Linked DNA regions of Mus musculus: region 2 is linked to region 1. The links are chromatin contacts, called in public promoter capture Hi-C maps. All regions are on one chromosome and are shown on one strand. The core of a region is the stretch at or near the end of the contact, and the rest is flanking DNA. Distances in the headings are between cores, read along the strand shown. Region 1 overlaps Jak2 (Janus kinase 2). Region 2 holds the start of Ric1 (RAB6A GEF complex partner 1).

Region 1 (5,083 bases), core at 1,844-4,343:
TGAAATCTACTGTGCACACAAATAATTCCTCCTTTTAAGAAAATGAACACTAAAATGTACCGTTCAAAGAAAAATTAAGTACACTCACTTTTGAAACTAAAAGCTTTGAGATGTAATTTATCTACATACAGTCTGCACGTTAAAGTGCTGTGTGGTCTGTAGTATTCAATGTGGTACCAATATCACCACAATTTGATTTCACATTTTTATTCTGTCTCCATAGGTATTAGCAATCAAACTCAAGTCACCCTGTTAACCTCTAGCTACAAGCTACAACCTTCACAAGTTCTATTCTACTCACTTTATACTCAAAAGAATGGCTGTGGTATGTTGTCTTTTTATGTGATCACATTTAGTTAGTACACTGCAAGTTTTATCAACACTGTGGCATGTACTTTATTCCTAATGAATTAGCACAGGACTGTATGATGTGCATATCTTATTCATTCATTCATTACTTTAAATGATGAGTTGTTTCTGTTCTTATGCTAACGTGAATAACACTCTGTGAAGAATGTTTTTGTAGATTCATGTTGGCAACACTGTATTTATCTTTGGGAGAAATGGCCAATCTTTTCCAAAAGTGCCATTACCATTTCCTATTCTCACTGACAGTGTGTGAGCATTCTAATTAGTACAAATAATTTTCAACATTGTTGCCTGTCTACTTTTGCCATCCTAGTGGATTGGTTGTTAACCTCTAGCACATCTGATTTATGCCTCTCACAGGACTAATGATGTTGGGTATCTTTTCAAATGCCTATTAGCTATTTGCATGCCAAACATTTCTTTGGAGAAGTTTTTACTCAAGTCCTTCGCCTTGAACATACATGAAATCTGATATCCAAAAAGGCTCAATGTACCATGGATACTTAGTTATATTTTCATTTTCCAAGTAGGTCTCTAATTTATTCATTGTTCTGGTTAAGATTTTGTTTTTTTTTTCCAATTGACACAAGCTACCATTATGTTGTGAATGGAAATGTCAATTATAAATTGCCTCCGTAAGACTGGTCTGTAGTCAAGTAATTTCTGATTAGTGATCAATATGGAAGGGTCTAGCCCACTGTGTATGCTACCACCTTTGGATAGGTGAGTCTAGGTTGTATTAAAATTTTATCTGGGGCTGGTGAGATGGCTCAGTGGTTAAGAGCGCCAACTGCTCTTCCGAAGGTCCTGAGTTCAAATCCCAGCAACCACATGGTGGCTCACAACCATCCCTAACAAAATCTGATGCCCTCTTCTGGAGTGACTGAAGACAGCTACAGTGTACTTACATATAGTAAAGAAAGAAAAAATAATAAAAAATAAAATAAAAAGTTATCTGAGCAAGACAGGAGAGGTAAGCTGGTTTCTTCATGGTCTCTACATCAGTTCCTGACTCTAGGAGTTCCTCCTTTGAGTTTCTGCTCCATCTTCCCTTCAGGATGGATTGTAAACTGTAGGATGAAATAAACCCTTTCCTACCCCAGGTTGCTTTTGGTCATGTTTATTATAATGCTAAAAAGGAAACTCTGAGCTGGGCGGTGGTGGCACACGCCTTTAATCCTAGCACTCGGGAGGCAGAGGCAGGCGAATTTCTGAGTTCGAGGCCAGCCTGGTCTACAAAGTGAGTTCCAGGACAGCCAGGGCTATACAGAAAAACCCTGTCTCAAAAAAAAAAAAAAAAAAAAAAAAAAAAAAAAAAAAAAAAAGGCAAACTCTGACACCCACACCCACATTGTTTCTTATTTTTTACTTATTTAGATTATCCCCAAATAGTTAAAGCTATAAAATTATTTTATGAAAGCTTCATTATTTTGTTACAACTGGCTACTTTATGTAAAAAGGCCATTACTTTTGTTTTCTTCTAAAATAAATATGCATATGTATTTTGTGTTTAGGCCAGAAGAGGGCATTAGACCCCCCCTGGAACATTTGTGAGCTGCCATGTAGGTACTAGGAATGGAACCTGGGTCCTCTAGAAAGGGTAGCCAGGGCTTTTAAACCTCCAAGCCATTCCTCCAGCTCATTCCCCTGCCTTTCCTATGTTCACCACTTAGACCCTGAACTCTTTTACTAACATTGTTTTACCTTAAAAGCAGAAAACCCAAACACATGCATCTACATATTTTATACAGACCAAGGAGAAGAAAATAAGTAATGAAATATGAAAATTTACTAAGAACGCATTAAGTACTAATAATGTCACCACTCTGCCTAGCACATTTAACACCCTGGGTTTGATTTCAGCAAAACCAACTGGGTGTGGTGGCCACGCCTGTGATCTCAGAATGACTGGGGGTTAAGAGGCAGGTTCAAGGTCAGTCCCCGCTAGTCAGTGAGGTCAGAGGAAGTCTGTTGTACCTGTCTCAACAAATAAAAATCAATAAGACAGACCATCAAATAATGACAGTAAATACTACACATATTATCTCTACAATGAGGTAAAAGCAAGCTGGTGAGAAGGCAGTTTATGAAGAAAGCTAGGTCTGAGTTCAAACTTTTCCAAGCGGTAAGAGCATGAACAACTATGAGTAATACGTCACATCAGATTCTTTATATATTACAGGGAATTCTGAATGTTTCATTAAGTCATAAGAAAATTAAATAACATGTAAGTGCTTGGAAATTTACAGCTATCTGTAAAACCAAAATTATTTGCTATTCCTTTATACAGAAAAAAAATCTGGATTTTTATTTTCTGAATATTAATATTTTTCACATTGCCATATATAGCTAAATACATTAACTTATAAACAAAAACTTTCAACTTTAAAATTTTATTTGTAAAAAAAAAATTGTTAAGATTGCTTTTTATTGCACACACATCACATCTCCTGGGAAACTGGCAATATTCCAGACACTAAGGACTGATTGCAGGCTATTTTCACCTGTTCTTTTTTTAAAATTCTTAATTATAATCAAAAGTCATGAAGTGGCATCCCAACAGAACAAAACATCGTAGCTATCACCTTACAGAGCCAACAGTTTCTCTGGCTTTATCTTTTGCTAATACGCGAGTCACTTGGCGTCAGGAAGTACCTTATCCTGTAGAGTATGTCATGCCTGGTTGACTCGTCTATGTGGAAGACATGATTGGGTGGGTACCAGATCCTTTCGGTTTCACTCATTAACGCAAACATATTATGATACACAGGCGTAATACCTAGAAAGGAAGCATAAAAGGGACTGATTATAGCTAGCTAGCAGAGCATTTACATAACATGCACAATCTGCGTGACGTGATACCTAGCCGGTGAGTCATAAGGAACTGACTGCAGATGCAAAGGGCAGAACATTTACATAACACAATCTGGGAGCCCTGGTGACAGCTCTAACAGTCAGCAGAAACTCCAGTCGCAGGTGAAATACCGTGGGAAAACACTCCCTAAAACTAAGTTTTAATCAAATACTCCTCTCTATATATTGTAAAAAATAATACTGGCATTCTTACATGAAGATAAAAGTACAGTTTATCCAGCTTTTAACTGTCTTCTAAAGAGAGTTTCCAAGTAACTCTTAAACCCTGAGGGAAAAACTATCTTGTATGAGTATGCACAAGTATACATGTGTATATTTTAATTGATACTAATTATCAAATCACTGAGATAATAACAAGCCACTGGATACTTTTATAAGAATGAAAACTTTTCATATTAAAATGAGAAATTTTACACACTATACTAATAATTATATTTGATGCACCATTTAAAAAAAAAATGTAAAGGCCCACTGAGCCATCTCACTAGCCCCTTACAGGTTAAATGACAACTGAGCTATCTCTCTGCCCCCAAATACTTTTTCCATCCTTTCCCCTTTTTGTAATAGGGTCTTATGTAGTCCAAGCTGACCTCAAACCCCTTATGCAAATGAAGCTGACATTAAGCTCTGACAGGGCAGCCTCCGTGTCTCAACTGCTAGGATTACAAGAGTGTAGCACCGCATCAGCATCTTTTTCAGGCACTTCGCAGAAGTAAGGACAGAGCTCAGTGTGGAGTGCATGTCTGGGGGGTGTGAGCTGTCAGGTTCAATTTCAAGTACGAGAGAAAGAAAAAACACTAGGGGGCAGATATGTTAAGAAACACATAAAATGTTAAAGGAGGGCTGCAGAGCTAGCTCGTCAGTTAAGATTCATAGTGCGCTTGCAAAGGACCTAAGACAGCTGACAGCATCCACCCTGTGCAGCTCACAGCCACCTCTAACTCTATCTATCAGGCAGGAACTGACTGATGACTCTGGCCTCCTCAGGCATGCACATGTACACACCTACACAGCAGCTTACAACTATCTTTCACTCTAGTTCCAAGGAATCCAATGCCCTCTTCTGATCTCCTTGAGCACCAGGCATGCATGTGATACACATACATACATGCAGGCAAAACAGTCACACACATAAAATAAATATAAAAGATATTTGTAAAGGTTGAAGGGCAATGGTCTAAAAAAGTACATAGAACATAGCAATATAATAGTATATATTATTTTTCAAGTATATTTTAAACCATCCACACACATCCATATATGTACATGAACGCACCAAATAATCCCCTGGGACTCAAAACAAGTCTTCACACACCACCTTTTCTAGCATTTCAATTAAATCAGAATTGAGTACATAAAAATAAATCCTATATTGAAGCCTATATTTCATGAGAATATTTTTATTATAACAATATATTCATTTATTTCCACTTTATACATAAATGGGATAAACTGATAGGATTTAAATTATAATTTGAAACTCAATTCAACTCTCTGTAGGTTTGTAGTAATTTATAAATTATAAATGTTATTCAGTAGCAGCTTTTTAAAGGTACCCTTTATTCCTTATGTATTTACAAATACTTCAATATGCCTCATAGGTCAAAGAAAGATCTGCGACAAATTCAACTGCAAGTATTTATAAATATCTCATGTCAAAGGAAAAATTATTAATGAAATTTAAATGTACTCATAGGAAAAATTATATGTAGTAACCCATTTACATCAGACAATAACAGAATCACCTGGGTATCAGTACATCAGAAAACAAAAGAACAATGGCAGAAAGCCAAAAGAAGAAAACAGTAAAGTTAGAGGAAGAGTCTGGAGAGCGCTCAGC
Region 2 (5,668 bases), core at 1,671-4,170, 250 kb before region 1:
AAAATTTCAAACAAACAAAATCTAATTATTCTTTCTCTTTTGAGTCACTATCGCTGCCTTCAAATGTCCTAATGTAACTTTTTACCACTTCAACTCTGTAAACCCCTTTTGAACTTCACAATAGTCTAAAAATTAAATAAATAAAATCAACATTCATATTCTCAATGAAGGTATTTTAAACCAATTCATTCCAAATTATGGGTATAAGTGATAGCCTCTTTGATTTACCTAGAGGTAGTTTTGCTTTTAATATTTTGAACCTAAACACTGTGTTGTAAAGTTTGGAAATAAGAAAGTTAAAATGAACGTTCTCACAGGATAAGAAAAGCTACAAGCATATATCCCAAGAGAAGGAGACTTGGCAGGTGGAGCCTGGCACCGTTCCCACTCCTCAGCCACATAATCAGACTTTGAATCATCTCATTTAAGCATGATTTTCTAAATCACAAAGCTTGTGCACAGAGTTTCAGGTTAACTCTAAACCTAGAGTGCCCTGTAGGCTCCCTACCATAGTCCAGAAATTGATTTCACTTTATGCCTCTGAACCCATATATTTCCCCGAAATCTACCCTCTGAAAACGTTTTCTTTCCCTGTGTGTGATTGTTTTGTATGTGTGTGAAATTCTAAGTTTCACACACTAGAGATCAGTAGTAACCAAGGTACTTTTGTGAGACTCAGGTGTGTAGAGTGGGAGTTTGAAGGGAATGAACAGAGGATGCATAAGTTCCATAACACTACATCTAACTCCCAAGCCAAACAGATTTTATCCATGTCACAATGTCCACAAGACAACTGAGACTCATTTTAATGTGGGGGTGGGGGTGGGGTGTGTGTGGAGAAGGTAGCCTACAAGCTTCTGGCCTACCATGCTAAACTTACATAAATCAGATTTGTATCCTTAGGGGTTAAAATGATTAAAACGTTAGATTTTAAAAGTGTTACATTCGAACAAAACTACTAAATTTAGGAAACAATGTAAAATTCAACTTCTAATTATGCTCTTCCAAACAACTATTGACTTTAAATAGTTGCACTACATAAAAGTTGTTCAACTGCTCATAAATTGAAAACGGATCTCACTTAGGTACCAACTTACATTTACAACGCACATATTTAAAAATTCAATTCAGCACGGATCTGAGTATCACATTGCTGATGCTGTAATTGTTTAGTAACCTGCGGTTTTCATACCTTTCTGAAAATTAGGTCAGCCAAAACTTAGTGACAAATAGCCTAACTATGTAATAGTAAAAGAGAAACCAATTAAATTGCTTAAATTCTAGCATCGGTTTTACCACAGCTGTGTGTGCGGACAATCAAGGGCATTATCAGCACACCATGGTAATAAGCAGAGATCTAAAGGGTTTAACCAAACCAAAACCAGTGTTTCACATATCTAGCAAGGGCAAGGTCAACCAACCTCTAGTCTCTTTTCAAGACCACCACCACTCTGACATCAATTAGTACTGTCTCTCTGAATGCAGTGTGTGGGGGGGGATCTTAAAACTCAGAATTCTGTAATTTTTACAGATGTCCAGGAGCAACAAAAACCGGACGGGGGCTAGCCCATTCACCCCTTACTTTTTCAAGTTAATTCTCTTATCTACTCGGAACTCAAGGCACGGGAGGAAAAAAAAAAAAAAGCCAGGCTGAAAGCAAAGAATTCTGACCCCATGCTCTTTCTAAGCCTGGAAATAATAATTTCCAGGTGCGGCGCGGACAGACGTGAGCTCCCCGACTCTCCAACCATCCCAGCAGAGCTCTCCAGAGTCCAAGAGCAGCCAAGAAAAGGACTGGAGTCCGTGATGTGTGGGGGAGACCCGGAGCTAAAGTTACCAGATATCTACACTCAAACCCAACAAGTCTTTAAGTTTTCAGAAATCAATTACCACAGGACTGTAAATTCTGACACTTGGTAAAGACCAACAGGCTTTCCGGAACTCCACTAAACAACAACCTTTAAAGCAGGGGTGGGGGGTGGGGGAGCGGGGACGCCACAGCTGCCGGAGTGCTGGGGGACGCTCCAACAGATTGGCTCGGCGGCAATGGGGGCAGAGAGGCAGGCAAGTCTGGGCTCCGCCAGGGAGCTCCAGGCCTGGCGCGCGGCTGTGGGTGCCACGCGGGGACTGGGGTGCAGTGGAGACTGTCCGCGCGCGGCTCCAACTCGAGAGCGAGGGTCGCTCGGGGTAAGTCGGGACCGGCTGGGGTCGCTCGGGGGTAGTTAGTTGGGACGGGACCGCCGTCGCTCCCTCGGAGGGAGTCGGGACTGGCCGGGGTCGCTCGGGGGAAGTCGGGACCGGTCCGGGGTCGCTCGGCGGCAGTCGCGCCAGTTCCAGGGTCACTATAGGGAGGGTGATCAGGATGGTTCTGGGTTCGCCCGGGGTTAGTTGGGACCGGACGGTGGTCGTTCGGAGGGAGTCGGGACGGGGCCAGGGTCGCTCGGGGAGAATCGGGACTAGATCCGGGCCTCTCTGGGGAAGTCGGGACCGGACAGGGGCCGCTCGGGGGAAGTCGGGACGCCGGCGCCTACTTACTCGGCTGTACCAGATGCTGAGGCGGGCCGGGGCCAGCACGGCGAAGAACGCTCTCCGAGGGTCAGACTGGACGTGGAGCGGCGCCTCGGCCGGGCTCCGCGGCGCGCAGAGCAGCCTCTTGGGCCAGCCGCTCAGGAAATACATGGTCCGCGCGCGGCCCCGACAGCCCCCCGGCGGCCCCGGCCGTGTCTGTCACGCTCGGCGGCCCCGGGCCAGGCGCCCACCTCCCACACCGCCACCGGCCGAGTCGGCGGCGGCGACAGCGGCAACTCGGGGCATCTGCCCGGGGGCCGGGCCGGGCCGGGCCGACGCGATGCTGCGCGACGCAGTCTGGGACGCTGACCGGCCGAGGGTGGGGGAGGCGGGCGGCCAGTGGGCCCGCGGCGGGAGGAGCCGAGGCCGGCCCGCCCCGCTCGCCGCTCGCGTCAGCACGCCGCACGGCGCGGGGAGGCTCCGCCCGGCTCCCTCGGACCGCCCCGCGTCAGAACGCAGGCCGCGGGGCAGGACGTCGAGGGCTCGGGACGCCTTGCTGGCTGGCGACCTGGCGCGTGGAGCTGGGGACCGGGATGAGGCGACAGGCTCAGTCAGTGACAATCGGAGCGGCCGGGCCCACTTGCACGATCCCTGGATTGGCGCGACCTCCGGGGTTGAAGGGGGCGGGGCGAGCGGAGCGCGCGTCACGTGACTCCCGGGCTGCGCTTGGAGCTGGGTCTCTGCGACTCCAAGGCTTGGGGTTCGAGTCTGTACCCACAAATCCTTTGTGTGCTGCGGTTTAAAGTGAGAGCTGGTGATGTCCCTGGCCGTACAGAGCTTACATTCTAGGCAGGCTCTTTATTCAGTCACTAAAGTGCTTCAGTCTTGTCTGCCTGTTTAGTTATTAATGCTAGGCGAAGCCAGATGGGGTCTTTTGCAGCCCCAGTAAACTGTTCAGGAAAAGAAATGGACTTAGGTTTTGTGTTGATCCAGACTGGAGATACCGTATTGATGTTTTTAATTTGGGGGTTGGGAGGAATGAAGGGGTGCTCAACTTTTGGACCTGGAACCTTAAAAATAGCTGCAGCTTTTTGTAACTCTTTCAAAGTTTAAAAGTAACAACAAAGTAACAATCCGGATTTTAATAACAATGTAACTTTCCGTAATTGTTCTAACGCTTGCTTTTCGAAGACGTTGACTAAAGTCCCAGCTCACTAGCCTTTTGTTTCCAGAGGATCTCCTAGAATCTCTGTCCTGGTGTGTCCCACAGGCCAACACAGCATTCCTGGGATATTTTAAGCAGAGCAGACCTGAAAACTATTTTTCAGATTTTCATCTGTGTGGACGGAATCTTGATGATCCGAGTTACACCCGCTGGATAAATCAAGAGGTCCAGAGAGGTCTCTGCCTTGCCAATATAAAATCATAGAAGAACTTCGTTGTCTAGTACTTTTCAGACAGAGTTGTACACGTGGCAGAGGAAGTGAAAATGTGCTGCAATTCCATTGAGAATGTTTGCTCTACCTCTACTTCAGTGTGTTCATGTGCCTCACCAGTGTGTCTGCAATCATGGGCAGTGTAGATGTTTCTAAGTAATTTTTAATTGTTTTTTTTTTTGACCTCACTTACTGGTGAGCTTCTGGGTGGGATTCTCCTCCTGTGATCTTTTGTAGCAGCTAAGGTCTACAAAAAAATTAAGAGGATGCTTTGATTTAATTCCACAGAAAACCACAGATGATGGTGCTGGATCATCGCTAGTTAAAGTGCTGGATATGCCCAAGGTCACATGGCCTAAGAAAAACTGCTCTCCCTTCCAAGGACCCAGCAGTCTTTAGACCAGCTCAAGGTGAAGTGTGAGAGTGGCCTGAACATGGACAGGAGGAGGAGACCCTCTGGTCCTTTCTCACTTGGGAGTGATGGGTAAAATATCTCACTGTAAATCTCCCTAAGTGTTACCCACTGTGACTGAAACGTTATATAATATAGACCGACCTGAGGTTCAAAGATCATACTTTAACATTGTGAAATGTGCTAACAATTCCAGTGCTCAAATCTTCTGTCCCCCCGTACCCCCCCCCCATCACCACTTTCTCCCTCCATCACCACTCCAGCCAAACTCTCTGGATGACTTTGAACCTCACGTAAACTGGTAAAAGTAGGTACATATTTGGTTCTATCAGACTTAACTTTTTTATTACAAGAGTACTCTTGATCAGGGTGCATGGAAACAAGTACCTCTATAAACCATGTATTGGAGGATAAGTTGATACAATTTCTATAAAGACTAGTGCCATTATGTGGTCTATGCATGGAGAAAGAGACAGATATCCAGACCCTCCTATATTATTTTGTAAGGAGACACAGAGTTTTAGCCTTAAATCATACCTCATAAGCCAGGCATGATGGATACCTATTGTATTTGGCTATTCTTGGTAGCCGGCTTGACTACATCGGGAACCAAAGTGGCTAGGTACACATGTGAGGGATTTTGGTTTTGTTTATGAATTAAGTCATTGGCAGTGGGAAGAAGACACACTTCTAATCTCAATGTTCTGAGGTGAGACTCTGGGCCACAGCTTCTGCTGGCAACCTGTATGCAGGAAGAAAGCAGCTTTTGCCCCCTTCCTGTTTGTTCTTGCTTTCGCTGGCACATCCATTTCTTCTTGGAATTAAAGCCTACTTCTTTGGGACTCTGGTGAATACCGAAGACCAGCTGAGACATCCAGCCTTATGGTCTGAACTACTACTGGATTCTTAGATCTTGCATTGGTAGACAGCAATTGTTGGGCTTGCTGGATCACAGCCTGTAAGCTATTCTAATGAATCACTGATAGATGGTAGATAGATAGATAGATAGATAGATAGATAGATAGATAGAGATTCATTCTATAAGTTCTGTGCCTCTAGAGAACCTTGACTAATAAACCTGTAATTCCTGTATGTGAAAGATAGACACAGGAATTATGAATTCCAAGCCAGTCTGACCTAATGAGGCTCTCCGTTAAATAAGTTAAACACACACACACACTTGATATACCACAGAAGAAAAATATAGTTGTCCTCCAAAAATAGAATTGTCTTTACTTATAATGGCATATTTTATAAAAATAAAAAAACTATGTTGGAGAATATGCTATAAAAGTATATTAATTGTATTATG

Evidence for each region. Promoter capture Hi-C pulls out the DNA fragments that hold promoters and counts their contacts.
Region 2: a contact with region 1 is called in a promoter capture Hi-C map of pre-B cells. A contact is called at or near these places in 7 of 39 promoter capture datasets (the C10 cell line, the HPC-7 cell line, HPC-7-derived erythroid cells and 3 more), 3 of 484 Hi-C or Micro-C datasets (bone marrow-derived macrophages, embryonic stem cells and nephron progenitors), 3 of 130 datasets of targeted methods (double positive thymocytes, epiblast stem cells and large pre-B cells) and 3 of 9 other capture datasets (adipose tissue, liver and pancreatic islet).

The regions. Positions count from the first base shown.
Region 1 is chr19:29,269,416-29,274,498 of GRCm38.p6, reverse strand. Jak2 (Janus kinase 2) reads right to left here. Exons shown (of 25, transcript NM_008413.4): 4 at 3,025-3,148. Among named protein-coding and RNA genes, the nearest start is that of Jak2, 20 kb to the right of the region's middle.
Region 2 is chr19:29,519,534-29,525,201 of GRCm38.p6, reverse strand. Ric1 (RAB6A GEF complex partner 1) reads right to left here and starts at 2,920. Exons shown (of 26, transcript NM_001081319.1): 1 at 2,536-2,920. The coding sequence starts at 2,679. A930007I19Rik (RIKEN cDNA A930007I19 gene) reads left to right here and starts at 3,215. Exons shown (of 4, transcript NR_015567.3): 1 at 3,215-3,312; 2 at 4,233-4,354.